Regions from separate parts of the Sus scrofa genome. Here regions 1 and 2 are each linked to region 3. Evidence: chromatin contacts called from public HiChIP or PLAC-seq data. All regions are on one chromosome and are shown on one strand. Each heading gives the region's core, a stretch centred on a gene start, on an enhancer-like site or on the middle of the called end of the contact. The rest is flanking DNA. Distances are from core to core; before and after follow the strand shown. Region 1 has its middle 35 kb from the start of FOSL2. Region 2 has its middle 32 kb from the start of FOSL2. Region 3 has its middle 15 kb from the start of MRPL33.

What was found. HiChIP or PLAC-seq counts read pairs in DNA pulled down with a chosen protein or histone mark.
Region 1: an H3K27ac HiChIP or PLAC-seq map of alveolar macrophages shows a contact between it and region 3. The contact joins two enhancer-like sites. A contact is called at or near these places in 1 of 47 Hi-C or Micro-C datasets (skeletal muscle) and 1 of 2 datasets of contacts at active chromatin or transcription factors (alveolar macrophages).
Region 2: a contact with region 3 is called in an H3K27ac HiChIP or PLAC-seq map of alveolar macrophages. The contact joins two enhancer-like sites. A contact is called at or near these places in 2 of 2 datasets of contacts at active chromatin or transcription factors (alveolar macrophages and skeletal muscle).

What each region holds. Positions count from the first base shown.
Region 1 is chr3:110,875,645-110,880,487 of Sscrofa11.1, reverse strand. No RefSeq gene overlaps it. Among named protein-coding and RNA genes, the nearest start is that of FOSL2, 35 kb to the right of the region's middle. Within about 2 kb of position 1,982, at least 32 of the 83 cell types and tissues checked have an H3K27ac peak or open chromatin away from gene starts, as enhancers often do. A contact at or near this core is called in alveolar macrophages, where this site is marked.
Region 2 is chr3:110,808,790-110,813,560 of Sscrofa11.1, reverse strand. No RefSeq gene overlaps it. Among named protein-coding and RNA genes, the nearest start is that of FOSL2, 32 kb to the left of the region's middle. Within about 2 kb of position 1,865, at least 1 of the 83 cell types and tissues checked has an H3K27ac peak or open chromatin away from gene starts, as enhancers often do. A contact at or near this core is called in alveolar macrophages, where this site is marked.
Region 3 is chr3:111,451,488-111,456,119 of Sscrofa11.1, reverse strand. No RefSeq gene overlaps it. Among named protein-coding and RNA genes, the nearest start is that of MRPL33, 15 kb to the right of the region's middle. Within about 2 kb of position 3,274, at least 25 of the 83 cell types and tissues checked have an H3K27ac peak or open chromatin away from gene starts, as enhancers often do. A contact at or near this core is called in alveolar macrophages, where this site is marked.

The DNA of each region.
Region 1 (4,843 bases), core at 733-3,232, 570 kb after region 3:
GATTGTGGTCCAGATCTCCAGCTCAGCCCACACACCCACCCATCTGCGAGCTGCCAGGCTTTCCTCTCGGGATGGCTTAGGCCCTGCAGCTGACCTGGGAGGACATCCTGGCCACAGGGAGTGAGGCGGGAGGTTGACACAGAGCAGGAAAGGGTGGCCCAGCACCGGAGACGCCCCCGCCGGGACTGGCCATTGACCCTGAGGATGCAATCTTCTGAGACCAGGGTCGGGGCCATCCCCCAGCACCTGCTTTGCCCACTCAGGCCTTGATCTCTCTTTCCAAAGGCACCCCCTTCCCAGGCCCAAGGCGCTGTCCTGATGGAACCATGTGCTGCCCTCACTCATACACCAGGAACCTTGACTCAGGCTGGTGCCCTCTGGAGGGGGCCCTTTGCCTCACGTGGCCCCTTCATGGGGCCCTGGCTCTCCCCCTACCCCCCACCACTCTGCACGCTCAGTATACATCTTTCTGGAACGTGGGTCCTGCCTCAGGTCAGAGTTCTTGGAGCGCTGGGACGAGGACCCGGGTTCTAGAGTCTAACCATCCCAGAGTCAAATCCTTGTTCCGCCGGTTCCTCCCTGGGTGACCTTGAGTGAGAGACCAGAGCTCAGTTGCCTCATCTGTAAAAAGGGAATAATGACTACTTCACAGGTGGTTTTTTTTTTGTTTGTTTTTTTGTTTGTTTTTGTTTTTTTTTAAGGGGATTAAATACGTGTGTGACATGCCTGGTCTGGGGCTAGGTGCACAGCCATGCTCGCTAAATAAGGCAATGACGAACACTGTGGCGTTGCTGGCCCTCGTCCTTGTCATCATCCTTGAAAAGGGTGTTGGTCCTCCGAGGATGAGAACCAGGTCTTTTGTCTCTGTATTCTCTCGCCTTCCTACACCCCCTGGCAGCACCCAGTGGAGTGAGCGCGACTGGTACGGGGGAAGGCCCAGTAAAAATTTGGAGGAAGGGAGTTCCCATTGTAGTGCAGCCGAAATGAATCCAACTAGGAACCATGAGGTGGCGGGTTCGATCCCTGGCCTCACCCAGTGGGTTAAGGATCCGGCGTTGCCATGAGCTGTGGTTCAGGTTGCAGACACAGCTCGGATCCCGCGGTGCTGTGGCTCTGGTGTAGACAGGCAGCTGTAGCTCCAATGAGACCCCTAGTCTGGGAACCTCCATATGCCATAGGTGTGGCCCTAAAAAAAAGACAAAAGACAAAAAAAAAAGAATTTGGATGAAGAGAAGGTCATGCCCCGCTCCCCCTGCCACCTCCTGGGGGGAGACAGAAGGGCCATCACGCTCCCTGGCCAGGGGCAGGTCTGACCTGGGATGACCCTGGGTTGCTCTGGCCGCCGCCAGCCCCAGCCTGAGGTCTAAGCATCTTCTGAGGAGGCCCTGCTCAGCCAGGACCCCTCCCATCGTGGGTACAAGCGCCCATGGGAGAGAGATGCCCATGTCCCAAAAGCCCTGGAGACCTCAGCTTCTCTGAGGAAGGGTGGCATCTGGGCTCCTTTCTCCATAGCAAACATTCCTGAACACTGACCGTGTGCCAGGCCTTTTGCTCACTGGGGCCGTGGGCAAGTCCCAAACCTCTCTGAGCTCTGGGTCTGCCATCTGTCACACAGCACCCTATAAATTACCTCCTTCAAAGGGCTGTTAGAACATTAAATGAGATGATAAATCACAGAGCCTGGGATGGGGTAGGTATTCCACAGGCATAAACTGTCTCTTCCCTGACCCCCCCTGGCCCTGGCATACTCCAGCCTTTGTCTGGTTGGCAGGGGCTGGCAGGGGGGGTTGTGGGGGGGGGTCTCCCTGGGCTCAGGCTGCTGCTGTCTTCCTGTCCTCTCTGGATGGTGGCTCAGGGACCAGTACTCTGTCACCTGGGGCTCAGGAGATCCAGGCTTCCCTAACCAGCCTCAAGGGCCCCAGCTGCTGCCCTGTGCCTGACTCCTGCATCCGGAGGGCCCTGGCCAAACCTCTGCTGCCCCAGGTTCTCCAGGCTGGAAACCCCGCTTCAGCCACCCCAGGGCCACTTGACCCTGGGCCGAGCCTGCGGATGCCGTCCGCTGCCCTCTCTGAACCTTCAAAGGACGAGTGAGTGCAGGCCCCATTTCCCAGGCCCAGCTTCGACTGAGCAGTAAAGTCTCTTCTGGTTTATCTGGAGGAAGGAAGATGACGTCATGAGGTAAACCACACAGGCTGAAACCACAAGGCTGGGTGCCCCAGTGATGTTTGCTTTTCAGCAAAAGTCACTCAGCTGCACCCAGGGACAGAGAGCCCGGGCCGTTCTGGTCAGAGGGGAGTGGGGAAAACAGAGGGAGATTTTCAAAGTGGAGCCACAAGAAAGGAGAGGGCTCCCAGATGGGACGGACGGCAGAGGCCAGGCAGGGGGGCTTCCCGAGGCTGCGGGAAGGGGCCCACGGGGCGGGGCGGCTCCTTGGCACCTGAGGTACCAAGGATCGTGTGGACCTTGGTGGCCATAATGAGTAACAAGAATAATAATAATAATAATAATAATATAATAACCATAATAATAATAATGGCAATAAGTGCCGTTTGTGTGGGGCCCTGTTACCTCCTCAACAGCCCCCCATCAGACTGGACCCTGTGAGCTCTGCATGACCCCCAAGTAGAGCCGAGGGGGGGGGCGGGGAGGGCCGCAAGTTCAAGTCCCAACCCCCACCCCTCCTTATTGGGTTACCCTCTGCCAGGCTCGATCTCTTCATTTGCCCAGTGTCCTGCCTCATGAGCCGAGAGATTTCCTAAAATGACCCGATTCTTCAGTCTCATGCCATCCCTCACTCACGGCTTTGAGCAGGTTTCTCTAGAGAAATTGGCTCCAAAGCACAGGCCTGGGCCCGGGTCCTGGTGGGTGGGAGGTGGGGGGTGCCCTCTGTGTAGGGCTGAGCAGCGGACAGCTTGAATGAGGACAGAGACGTCTGGGACCAGAAGGGGCCTCTGCACCCCCTCTGCAGAGCTGCATGCATCGGGGGGTCAAGGGCAGGGTCTAAGTGAGTTTTCTGTGTGTCTGGAGGGGAACGGAGGGGTAGGAGTCGTGCCCACAGGGGTGGGTGAGATCCCTGTTCCAAGGGCCAAGACCATCCACGTGCCTGACCCGCCCCAGGCCCAGGCCCTCGACCTTGGGGAGGGGCCTCCGCTCTGGCTTTGACTTGCTCGGAGGGCTGCAGGGAGCACTGACACAGGCGGGTGATGGAAGACTCCGCGCAGGGAGTGCGCCAGTATTGCTTCATGGAGTCACAGCTGCTTGAGCTAAGGTTCACCCTCTTCAGTTCTTTTCCTTAAAATGCGATTACCCTGTGGGAGACACAGCATCTCACCATCCTTGAGGATAGGGTGTAGAAGCGTGTATGGATCCTGAGCACAAGCCTCGCATTTTAGAGGGGGAGACAGGCCAGGGAAGGGAACGGGTTTGTCTGCAAGCAGGGCATCAGCAGCGCAGGAGCCAGAAGCCAAGTTCTTCCCACCCCACACCCCGGGAAGGGGGGGGCTTTCCCTCCCTGGCACAACTGTTACTGTCCTCGTACAGATTACCCATCAAATTCCTTCCAAGATACCCCAGCTGTGAGCAGAGCACGACTTGGGGTTTGAGGAGCCCTGGCGTGTGGATGTGGAGCGGAGGGGGGGCAGTCCTGGGGGTGGGGGGCAAGGAGGCTGCCAGAAAGAGACTGTGCCTGGCTTGCCACTTTCCCAGGGCCAACTCAGCACTTTTGGTGTGAGGATTAGTCAGAAGCCACTGCTTGACCTCAAAAGTCATAGTTCACGGGGCTGGTGTCACAATGAGGCTTCCCTGACTCACAGCCCAGGACACAAAGGCCAAGGGACAGCCAGAGTGCCCGCTGGCCCAGCCAGATGCTCTGGGGTCTATCTGCCTCCCGCTGGCTGGGGCTTTGAGGAAAGAGAGCTGTGGGCAGCGGGAAGGTGGGCAGAGAGGCAGGCAGCTGGGGTCCAGCCATGCATCTGCCAGGGCTCCGTCCCGGGGCCCAAGGAGTTCTCCTTCTTCTGCAGGATCAGTTTCCTTGTATGTAAAATGAAAGGTCAGATTTGATGGTCTGTGGGTTTCTTCCCAGCTCTGAGAACCCAGCTGTTCTCAGGGAGCAAAGGGCAGTTTGGGCTTGCGGCCTGTGCCCCTGGAGCTGCCAGAGCTTGGCGCCTTCCCACCCTGCCCTCTGGGTCTCCCCGGGGCCAGGCTGCCTGACCCTCAGGGCTCGCCCGCTGCTCTGGCTCCATCGGTGGGAAGAGCCTTGGTGCATCGCAGCCAAAAGGCCTGCCAGGTCCTTGAATCCCACTGTCTCCCAAATGCGCCAAGTGGGGCCACAAAGAGCTTATCCAAGGCCATGAGCAAGCCAGGGACCAGCTTCCCTGTGTTTGCTCCTAAAGGAACCCTCTAATGGGAGAGCTAGGAGCAGCCGGGGAAGAAGGGTTCCTTGCTGCCTTGTCTCTCTCACCCCCATCACCACCAGCACTGGCTCGGACCCTCCCCCTCCCCCTCCCTCAGCTCAGTGCTAATGGGCTTTTTGCACTCACTCATTCTCAGAGGCAGGATCGTGCCAGAAGGGAGGAGGATGCCAATGCTGATGCCAAGACAGGCAGCCTTGACCTGGGGTAAGCTTTTCTTCTCACTGTACTTTAGTCCCTTGGCTGTGGAATGGGGATGCTAAAGATACCTCCTCATAGGGTTGTTGGGAGGCTTAAATAAATCAATACTGTAAAGCGCTTAGAACAGGACCTGGCGCATAATGAGGACTCTGTAAACGCTACCACTCATTCATTCATTCTAGCTCTTTCCAAGTAGGTTTAAGATGACTCACAATGGAAAACACAGACATAAC
Region 2 (4,771 bases), core at 616-3,115, 640 kb after region 3:
CAGCAGCTACAGCTCTGATTCGACCCCTAGCCTGGGAATCTCCATATTCCGCGGGAACGGCCCAAGAAATGGCAAAAAACAAACAAACAAACAAAATACAGCCTTAGGAATATACAGCGTAGCCATAAAGAAAACTAGGGGCTGTGTTAGAAGAAGGGAAGAATGGATACTGGAGTAACGAACCAGCAGTTTCTGCCTTAATCTGCCCTTTGGCCATCCCCAAATTCATGTGCTTCCCTCTTCTCATCAAATACTGCCTTTTCTCCCCAGGGGAGACAGCCCCAAAGCCTCAGGCAGATCAAGGGCCCAGGATCATCAGAACAGGGGCAGCCCTCTACATGGGCTTCAGGTGAAGCTCTACATGGTCTGAACACATACAAATGAAAACACTCCACCCCATACTTACTCTGCCAGGTGGAGTAGGAAAGGATACCTGCAGGGAAGGCTCCTGTGCAGAGAAAGGAAGCATGCGAACACATCTGGCCCTGGTCTTGAGCAGTGATCAAATACTGACAGGCAGGAGGGGGCAGGAACCCTCTCCCCAGCAGTGGAGGACAATTCTTGGTTAGCCCATCCAGCAGCCCTCTTCTGCTCTCTATGCAGAATTCTTTTGTTCAATATCTGTGTCTCTGGGCTTTTTCTTCTGGGAGGTTCTTCCTGGTCCATTATCCCCCATGGCTACTCTTGAAATGGGCATTGGCAAGTGGGCCCCTGGGAGCCTCAGAGTGTTTGCAATCTGCTTCCTGCCGCTGTGGGTTCTGGGGCCCAGGGATTGTATTAGGAAGTAAGTTAAATGGCAGGCCAACACCAACACCTTTTGTTGTTGTTCAATACATTAAAAAAACCAAAACACACAAAAAAGGCTTAACAGGTTTTGAACTATTTGCTTCTGGTTGGTTTCTTATATATAATCTACTGCTAAAGATGTAGTGCAGCCGTCGTTTTAAATGGGTACCCAGGGTGGCTTGAGAAGGTCACATTCAAGTCTTGCCTTGCTGCAGTTTGCTTTGATGTGAAGAACTTGACCTGCAAATATAAGGAAAGCTCCTCCCAGGGCCCGCCTCCCTCCCTCATGTAACACACCTCTGCTGTCTGGGACTTCAACTGGGGAATGGACCAAAGGATATACCCTTGACTTCCTTCTGCACCTGCTTCCACTCTCACTGCCTCTCCCGCATCCTCCAGACTAGACATCAGGCTCTCTCCTCTGTTCTCTTCTTTAGATAAAGCTCTAAGTTCAATTCTGTCAGGCGAGCTCCTTGATATCTTTTTTTTTTTTTTTTGGCTTTTGGCTTTTTAGGGGCGCACCCGTGGTATATGGAGGCTCCCAGGCTAGGGGTCTAATTGGAGCTGTAGCCAGCCTACGCCAGAGCCACAGCAATGCGGGATCCGAGCCTCGTAGGTGACCTACACCAAGCCACAGCAACGCCAGATCTGAGCCTCATCTGTGACCTACGCCACAGCTCACGGCAACACCGGATCCTTAACCCACTGAGCGAGGCCGGGGGTCGAATCTGCAACCTTACGGTTCCTAGTCGGATTCGTTTCCACTGCGCCACGATGGGAACTCCGGAGCTCCTTGATATCTTAAAAAGAAAGTTGAAGACACTCAGAACATCCTTTTTCTTAACAAAGCCTCTTTCAAGACTCTTGTCTGGCTGAAAATCCTTACTTTGGGTGTCAGAAGTTAACTGTTGCTCATCTCCTTCTCTGCATTTTTTTCCTTTGATAATTTTAACTCCACTTTCAAGGCAAGCAGATGATTGAACTGACCAGGAAGCAGGTCACATGCACAAAACACAAAGGAGAAATGCAAGGGATCCTATTTTTCAAAATAGGACCCTGTTTACATCATTAAAGACTTCCTATTTTGCTGAGGGTAAGTCCAAAATGTGTAAGCGTGTTCTCTGGAGTCTGATTGCTGCTTACCTCCGCAGCCTCATTTGGTCAAACTGCCAACCTCACATTTTCACAACCACCACACTGGACTTTTCTCAGTTCCTTCAACACATTTTGCTCAGGACCTTCCTAATAGCTTTTGTGTAGTTTGGAAAGCGCTTTGCCTTTCTCCTTATTTGACCATCTCCCATTCCTTTCGGAGGTTTCGATTTAAAGGTCACTGTCTTGGGGAGGATGTTCCTGCCGTGACATTCTTCAGAGCACCTTGCACCTTTGGGACTATTTAATGAAGTATTTAAAATGACATATTAAGTATCTCTGTCCCCCACTGGAACATCAGCAACAGGAGCGCAAGAGATGTCCAATCTGTTCACCTGTCCCCTTGACCACATCTTTAGGTCATCACAATTTGTAATCTAGATTAGAACAATGGGTTTCTAAAATGCACGTCTGCTGGAAGCCCTTCTTCTTGTCACTCGGCTTAAAGTCAAGATCCTTTGTGTGGCTTCCAAGGCCCTGTGTGATCTGGCTCCATCTCTTCCCATTTGCCTCTCCCTCCCCTTCAGGGTTCATCTAGACAAAAGCATCCTTCAGGGCAATGTAGGGGCTGACCCTTTGCCTATGCGTCTTCAGGGAAAGTATGTCCCATTTCTGGTATAAGCTGTTCTCATTCACCCGTCAGCTCTTAACCGAGAACTGCATTAATTGACGGATGGACTTGACACTCGTCCTTTTTCAGGGGCCAGGAACTGGGCTAAGTGCTGAGGAAATGGCATGAACCAGACAGACGGGACCCCCAGTCTCCATGTTATCTGCCCTGATGGCCCTCACCCCGAGGCTGGGTACCACCTCTCTCTCCTGGGCTCCCCTGGCTCTCTGAAGCCCCGCTCCCGGCAGTACCTCCTCACACTGCTGCAATGACTATTTACCTGTCTGTCCCCTCTGCTAGCCCAGGGGCTATTTGTTGAGTGACTCTATGAAGCAGCAAAGTCCTCTGTTGGGAGTGGTTAAAAGAAGCAGGAAATGGCATGGCATGGATGAGCAGTGGGCAGGGGGCCCAGGGCAACGTGGACCAAGGTGCAAGCATGCAGGCAAAGGAAACTGAACAGGCCCTGCTCCTCCTTCTTGCTCAGGGAGTTACAGAAAGTCTGGTCTGAGCAAGGCGCCAGACACAAAAGATCACATATTAGATGATTCTGTTTCTTCTCCTACTGGAAGAGTCACACCCAAAGAGGCTGACTGAGCGTGGGTGGTGGCCAGTGGCTGGGGAGAGGGATGATGGGGGAGCATAGATCAGTGGGTACAGGGTTTCCTCTTGAGCTGATGAAAATATCTTAGAGCCAGGTAGAGGGAGTGGTTGCACAGCATTGTGACATGTCATGAATGCCACTGAACGGTACACTTTTTAAGAATTTTATTTATTATTATTATAGTTGATTTACAATGTTCTGTCAATTTCCCCTGTACAACAAAGTGAGCCAGCCATATATATATTTTTTCTCATATTATCTTCCATCATGTTCTATCCATCTGTCAGTTCCCCATTCTATCACAAGAGATGGCATATAGTTTCCTGTGCTGTACAGCAGGACCCCGTTGCTTATCCATCCTAAATGCAAGAGTTTGCATCTACTAACCTCAAACTCCCAGTCCATCCCACTCCCTCCCCCTCCCCCACCCCCGGCAACCATAAGTCTGCTCTCCCTGTCTGTGAGTTTATTTTAGTTCTGTAGATAGGTTCATCTGTGCCATATTTTGGATTCCACATATAAGTGATATCAGATGATATTTGTCTTTCTCTTTCTGTCTTACTTCACTTAGTATGGTAATCTCTATTTGCATCCATGTTGCTGCAAATGGCGTTATTTTGTCCTTTTGTATGGCTGAGTAGTATTCCATTGCGTATATGCACCACATCTTTTGATCCATTCTTCTGTCGATGGCCATTTAGGTTGTTTCCATGTCTTGGCTATTGTGAATAGTGCTGTGACGAACATAGGGGTATGTGTATCTGTTTGAATTGTACTTTTGTCCAGATATATGCCCAGGAGTGGGATTGCTGGATCATATGGTAGTTTTATACTTCGTTTTTTGAGGAACCTCCATACTGTTTTCCACAGTGGTTGTACCAATTTACATTCCCACCCACAGTGAAGGAGGGTTCCCTTTTCTCCACACCCTCTCCAGCATTTGCTATTTGTGGACTTATTAATGATGGCCATTCTGACCAGTGTGAGGTGGTACCTCTTTGTCATTTTGATTTGCATTTCTCTAATAATTAGTGATGTTGAGCCTTTTTTCATGTGCCTGTTGGCCATCTGTATGTCCTCTTTGGAGAAATGTTTATTTAGGTCATCTACCCATTTTTCAATTGGGTTGTTGTTTTTTTTGCTGTTGAGTTGTATGAGTTGTTCGTATATTTGGGAGATAAAGCCCTTGTCAGTTGCGTTGTTTGTAAATATTTTCTCCCATTCTATTGCATGCTTTTAAAATGGTTCATTTGGGAAGTTCCCTGGTTCCATCCCTGGCCCGGGAACTTCCGTGTGCTGTGAGCATGGCCAAAGGGGAAAAAAAAGGTTAATTTTGTTATGTGAATTTCACCCCAGGAAGGGAGGAAGGAAGGACTGGCAGTTGGAGTGAGGGGAGAGAGTAGGGGCCATTTCTTTCCCCTATCAAGTCCTTGATGAAGTCACAGTGACCCCTGGGACTCCGTGGCTGGCTGAGTCTGCTTTTCCAGGAACAGGTAAGCTTGGAACGCCTGCACCTGGGCAGGCACATCACTGTCTTCTCAGACACAGGGACCAGACGGCAGGCTTTCCTGGATGGAGCAGAGAGGAGTGTTTGACACACATCTGCACAAAGAATTAGGTCT
Region 3 (4,632 bases), core at 2,025-4,524:
ATATTATTTTATTTTTTTGTCTTTTTGCCATTTCTTGGCCCTCGCATTTGAGTTCCAGGCTAGGGTCGATCGAGCTGTAGCCACCCTACGCCAGAGCCACAGCAATGCGGATCCGAGCCGCGTCTGCACCTACACAACAGCTCACAGCACGCCGATCGTAACCACTGAGCAAGGCCAGGACCGACCGCACCTCATGTTCTGTTGGATTCGTTAACCACTGCCCACACTCTGATTTTTTTTTCACCTTACGGGTGGTTATTACAGTTACCATCATAAGATGAGAGGCTGAGATGCCAAGAGATGACGCAACACTGTGTTCAGGGTTTCAGTACATGCATGGCAAAGCTGGGGCTTGAACCCAGGTGATCTTGCTGGAAGAGCCATGAGATCGCTGCCTACATCAGAGATTCTCAATAGTGGGTCTTTGAATCAGCAGATCGGCACCACCACCTGGGAACTTGTTAGACTTGCAAAGTACTGGGCCCCACCCCACACCTACTGAATCAGAAACTTCTAGGGTGGGCCCAGCAATCCGCGTTTTAACCGTAGGCAGGTGATTCTGTTACCTGCTCCAGTTTAAGAACCAGGCTGACATCGTAGCTATGCCAGTGGCTGCCCAGAGCCAGAGGAGGGCGCCCCAAGGCAAACTTTTACTCCACTACAGTCATGGCAGCTGGGGTGGAAGGAAGCCTAGCAGGCCGGGTAGAAGGGAAGCAGACGCATGGACTGGGAGTTAAGGGCCAGAGTTCTAGTCCCGTGGGTTCTGCAGTTATTTAATGGTGACATCGAGCCCCTCTCCAGGCCTCAGTTTTCTCATTTGTAAAATGAAGATGTTGTCTAAATGATCTCATCTCTAATTTCCCTTTGCCTCCTGTTACTCAGCTCTCCTTTGGGCCATATGTTGGCTCTGCCAGGAATGGAATGAAAACAGTGTACGTGTGCTCATTTTTAGTGGATTTTTCCCAACCTTGGAAATCGATCATTTCTAAATTCCAAACCCTTGGACCCGCTATCCTCTGCCGTCTTCTTCCTTTGGGGTAAGAAGTGGAAGCAAACATTGGAGTCGACTCCTGAAATGTATTAGGCAAAAAATGGAAACCCATTTGACGTTATTGGTTTGGACCCCCTTCTGTTGCCTGAGGCTCCTCACTTGGGCTTCTCCCTGACCCCTCTCCTGTCACCTGCTTCCCCATGGTGACTGTACCAGATCCTCTCACTCTCAGGCCATCTCCCTGTCCTCTCTGTGAGCTTCTGTGCCTTCCTTGCCCCCTCCTCCATGGGGTTGTCCATTCGCAGGCTCTTGCTTCCTTACTGTCCTTCGGGAAGGGTGAGGGGTGATGTGTAATGGTGACTTTCTAGGCACACCAGGGACTCGGTGGCCTCATGGGGAAGTCCCTTGGACACACGGAAGCCCGATCCTACTGTTTCCATGTGGACTCGAGGTCTCTCCCAGGAACGCACCTAATAGTGGGGTGGGACTGTGCCCACTGGGTACCTGCTGGGCCCCGGCATTTTAACTGGCAGCTGGAAAAACCTCCTGTGTACAGCAGGCTGAAAAGAAGGAAGAATGCCTCTTGCCCCTTTGAAATGTTGGTGAAAATTCAAGACAAGTAATTGCATTGTAGAAGTAGAACCCTGGATCAGAAAGGTGGGTAGAAGAATTTTTATCACCTAGGACCTGGGTGTCAGCAGGAGACCATGGCTGAGCTCTCACATCCCAAGGGTCTGCAAGAATGTGGGCGATTCTAGAAGCCAGTCAGAGTACATGTTGTCTTCAGCAGAAACACATGTGCCAGCTACACAGCTGGAGGGTCTGTCATATCAGCATCAGACTTTCAGCACGAGGTTTCCAGAGTCCAGGAAAAAAAGCCTTAAAACTGCAGGATAGCACCTGTTGCTGGCAGCCCTCAGGTTAAAAGCTGAAGAAGGTGGTTATGAAAACGAGGCCCCAGGAAGGCAGGAGCCAATGTTGATTTTTCATCAGCTAAAGCTCCCCGAGGCTGCACTTCTCAGCTGCAGGGGACCCAGGGACGCTGGCCACCTCTTGGCCTGAGCATCAGTGGAACCACATGTTAATAAGGAATGTGGGGGGAGTTCCCTCTGTGGCAAAGCAGTAAGGATCCAAATGCAGTGGCTCAGGTCACTGTGGAGGCACGGTTTGATCCACAGTGGATTAAGGATTTGGTGTTGCCATGGCTGTGGCATAGGTCACAGCTGTGGCTTGGATTCAGTCTCTGGCCTGGGAACTTCCATATGCTGTGGCTGTGGCCACAAAACCCCTCCCCCAAAACCAAAAAAAAAAAACCCAGAAGAATGTGTATAGTCCAAACTTATCAAACTGTGTATCTCAAATATCTTCAATTTGTTGTATATCAATCATACCTCAGTAAAATGGTTTTTTAACAAAGATATGTATGTGGATTTGTTTGTAGTTATAGCTTCTCATATACCCTTTAAATCAATAGCATTGTCAGTAGTTACTGAGCTCAACCCAGTAGGCTGGAATCCCATGTTGACACCTTCTGTCAATGGCTGCCTTCTTGGCCCATTCTGAGCCCCCACAGTGGGCCTGGTAGTTGAGTTCAACCTCAAACCTGCCCACCTGCCTTCGTGGCCCTGGGAGATTCCAGGATTGAGGGGGCTTGAAGGCCTGAGGTGGAGCCAGGCATCGGTTCGTCTTTCTGGGACGGATCCAGAAAGGGCTGTCTCCTCCTCCCCGGACAGTCTGCTCCTGCCCCAGCTGAGCCTGAAATTGGCCTGTGTTCCTGCAAGACTTGGATTAAGGGACTCTTTGGCACATGTTCAGAATGGGTTTCAACCTCACTCCTTAGAATCTGCTAAGCATCCTACTCTCCACCTTCTATGGCTTCACAGATCTCAGAGCACTCATTTCAGGTGTTGGCTTCCCTTCAAAGACTGGCCAAGGCCAAACACTTTGGTCCTTTGGCTGTTGCTGAGGTTGTTCAGGAGGGAGGATATGGGAGCTGTGATCTGAACAAGCTGATGCAATCTAGCTGTGGGCTCTTTGGCAAGTCATTTTGCTTCTCTGGGCTTCAATGTTATCCTCTGTAAGGGCCCACCGTGGCCCAAACAGAAGGCTCAGAGGTCTATCACCCACTGTGCCCAGCGGGGAGTGGAAGGGAGTGCAGGCAGAGTCAGGACAGTGGGGGCGACTCTGGGCCGGAGGACTGCTTTCCCTTCGTGGCCTTCATGGATTAGAGAAGTGCCTGTTGGGTGGGGCCTGGCTGGAAGGAGTGAGACAGTTTCCCCCAGACGTCCCCCTGCCTGAGTGGTTGCCTCACTGCCTTACCACTTTCCAGGGTGGGGCAGGGAAGGGCGGCTGGGTAGCAGCTGATGCAACAGGCAGGCCTGTGTTCTTCGAAGACTCAGCAAAGGTCGGCGGGGCTGGGCCAGCCTGGGCTGCAGCTGCAGGGCTCTGCTCTTGGCAGAGCTTCAGCTTCCTCTTCTCCCCTCCTAACTGAAGTGGGGTTCACTTTCTGGCCATCAGAGCCAGTAATTGATCCTTTGTGTTAGGGTTTACCCACATCCGTGGACTTGTGCTCTTTTAACTTGTAGCTGAAGAGAATATCTTTGCCTGCCAGGAATGCAGACATGCACTGGTGTACACACACACACACACACACTCACACTGGGGTCATCCAGAAGTGAGATAGTTGTTTAGAGAATCTGCTCCCACCAGACCATGCTTCCCACACGTTCTTCCAGGAGGAAGTGGATCCAGTGTAAAGGATGAGAGAGCCTCCAAAGATCTGGAAATTTCCTCCGGTTAGCCAAAGCCTGAAAATAAGCCCTAGGGCATGCCATTTCCATTCCAGGCCACGTCTATCAAATGTAAATGAGACTCTAGGCTACTCTCCATCTCCCAGGGATCTGGATGCCCAGAACACCGTAACTCTTTTAATCTTTTAAGTTGAAAAAAGGAAAGGGTCTGTGAGAGAGAAAAAAGAGAAGGTGCATCAAGTCCTTGACAAAGGAAAATTGCTACATGCAGATTGCCCTCAAACTAGCTTGAACATGAGCAACATAACTTCATCCTCAATGGCAAAGAACTTTGTCTCACTACACCCCGGCTTCAAGGCGATGTAGTGCCTGCAGAAGGCTCAAGAAGGACATTCTGAGGTCAGCTAGGCTCCACACCACTCATGGTCATCACAGTGTGCTTACTATGTGCCAGGCCCTGTGCGAAGAGATTTACGTGAGTTATCACATTTCATTCTCTGCAAACTCTATGAGATCTTCTATTCTTAGCAGAAACTGAGGCACAGAAGTGTAAGTGATTTGCCCAAGGACACAGGGCTAGTAAGTGGCAGAAGGCAGGGCTCCTGGTTCCTCTTACTCTGGATCCTAAACTCATAACCGTCTTGAAAAACCCAAATGTACACATTGAGACTGTAAGTGGGATAGGATCCTTCGAATTACAAAAGGATTCATCAGAATATTCTCTAAGCTCCAAAAATACCTTTAGCTTCTGTCCATAAAAGCCATAATTTTATTTTCTGGAGTTCTGTGTCCGCATTTGAAGTGACACATATCTTGAATCTAATATATAGACTTTCGCTCTTTGGGGAGGGTCGCTCCTAAAACTTTCATCAAATCCGTTCATTCTGTTCA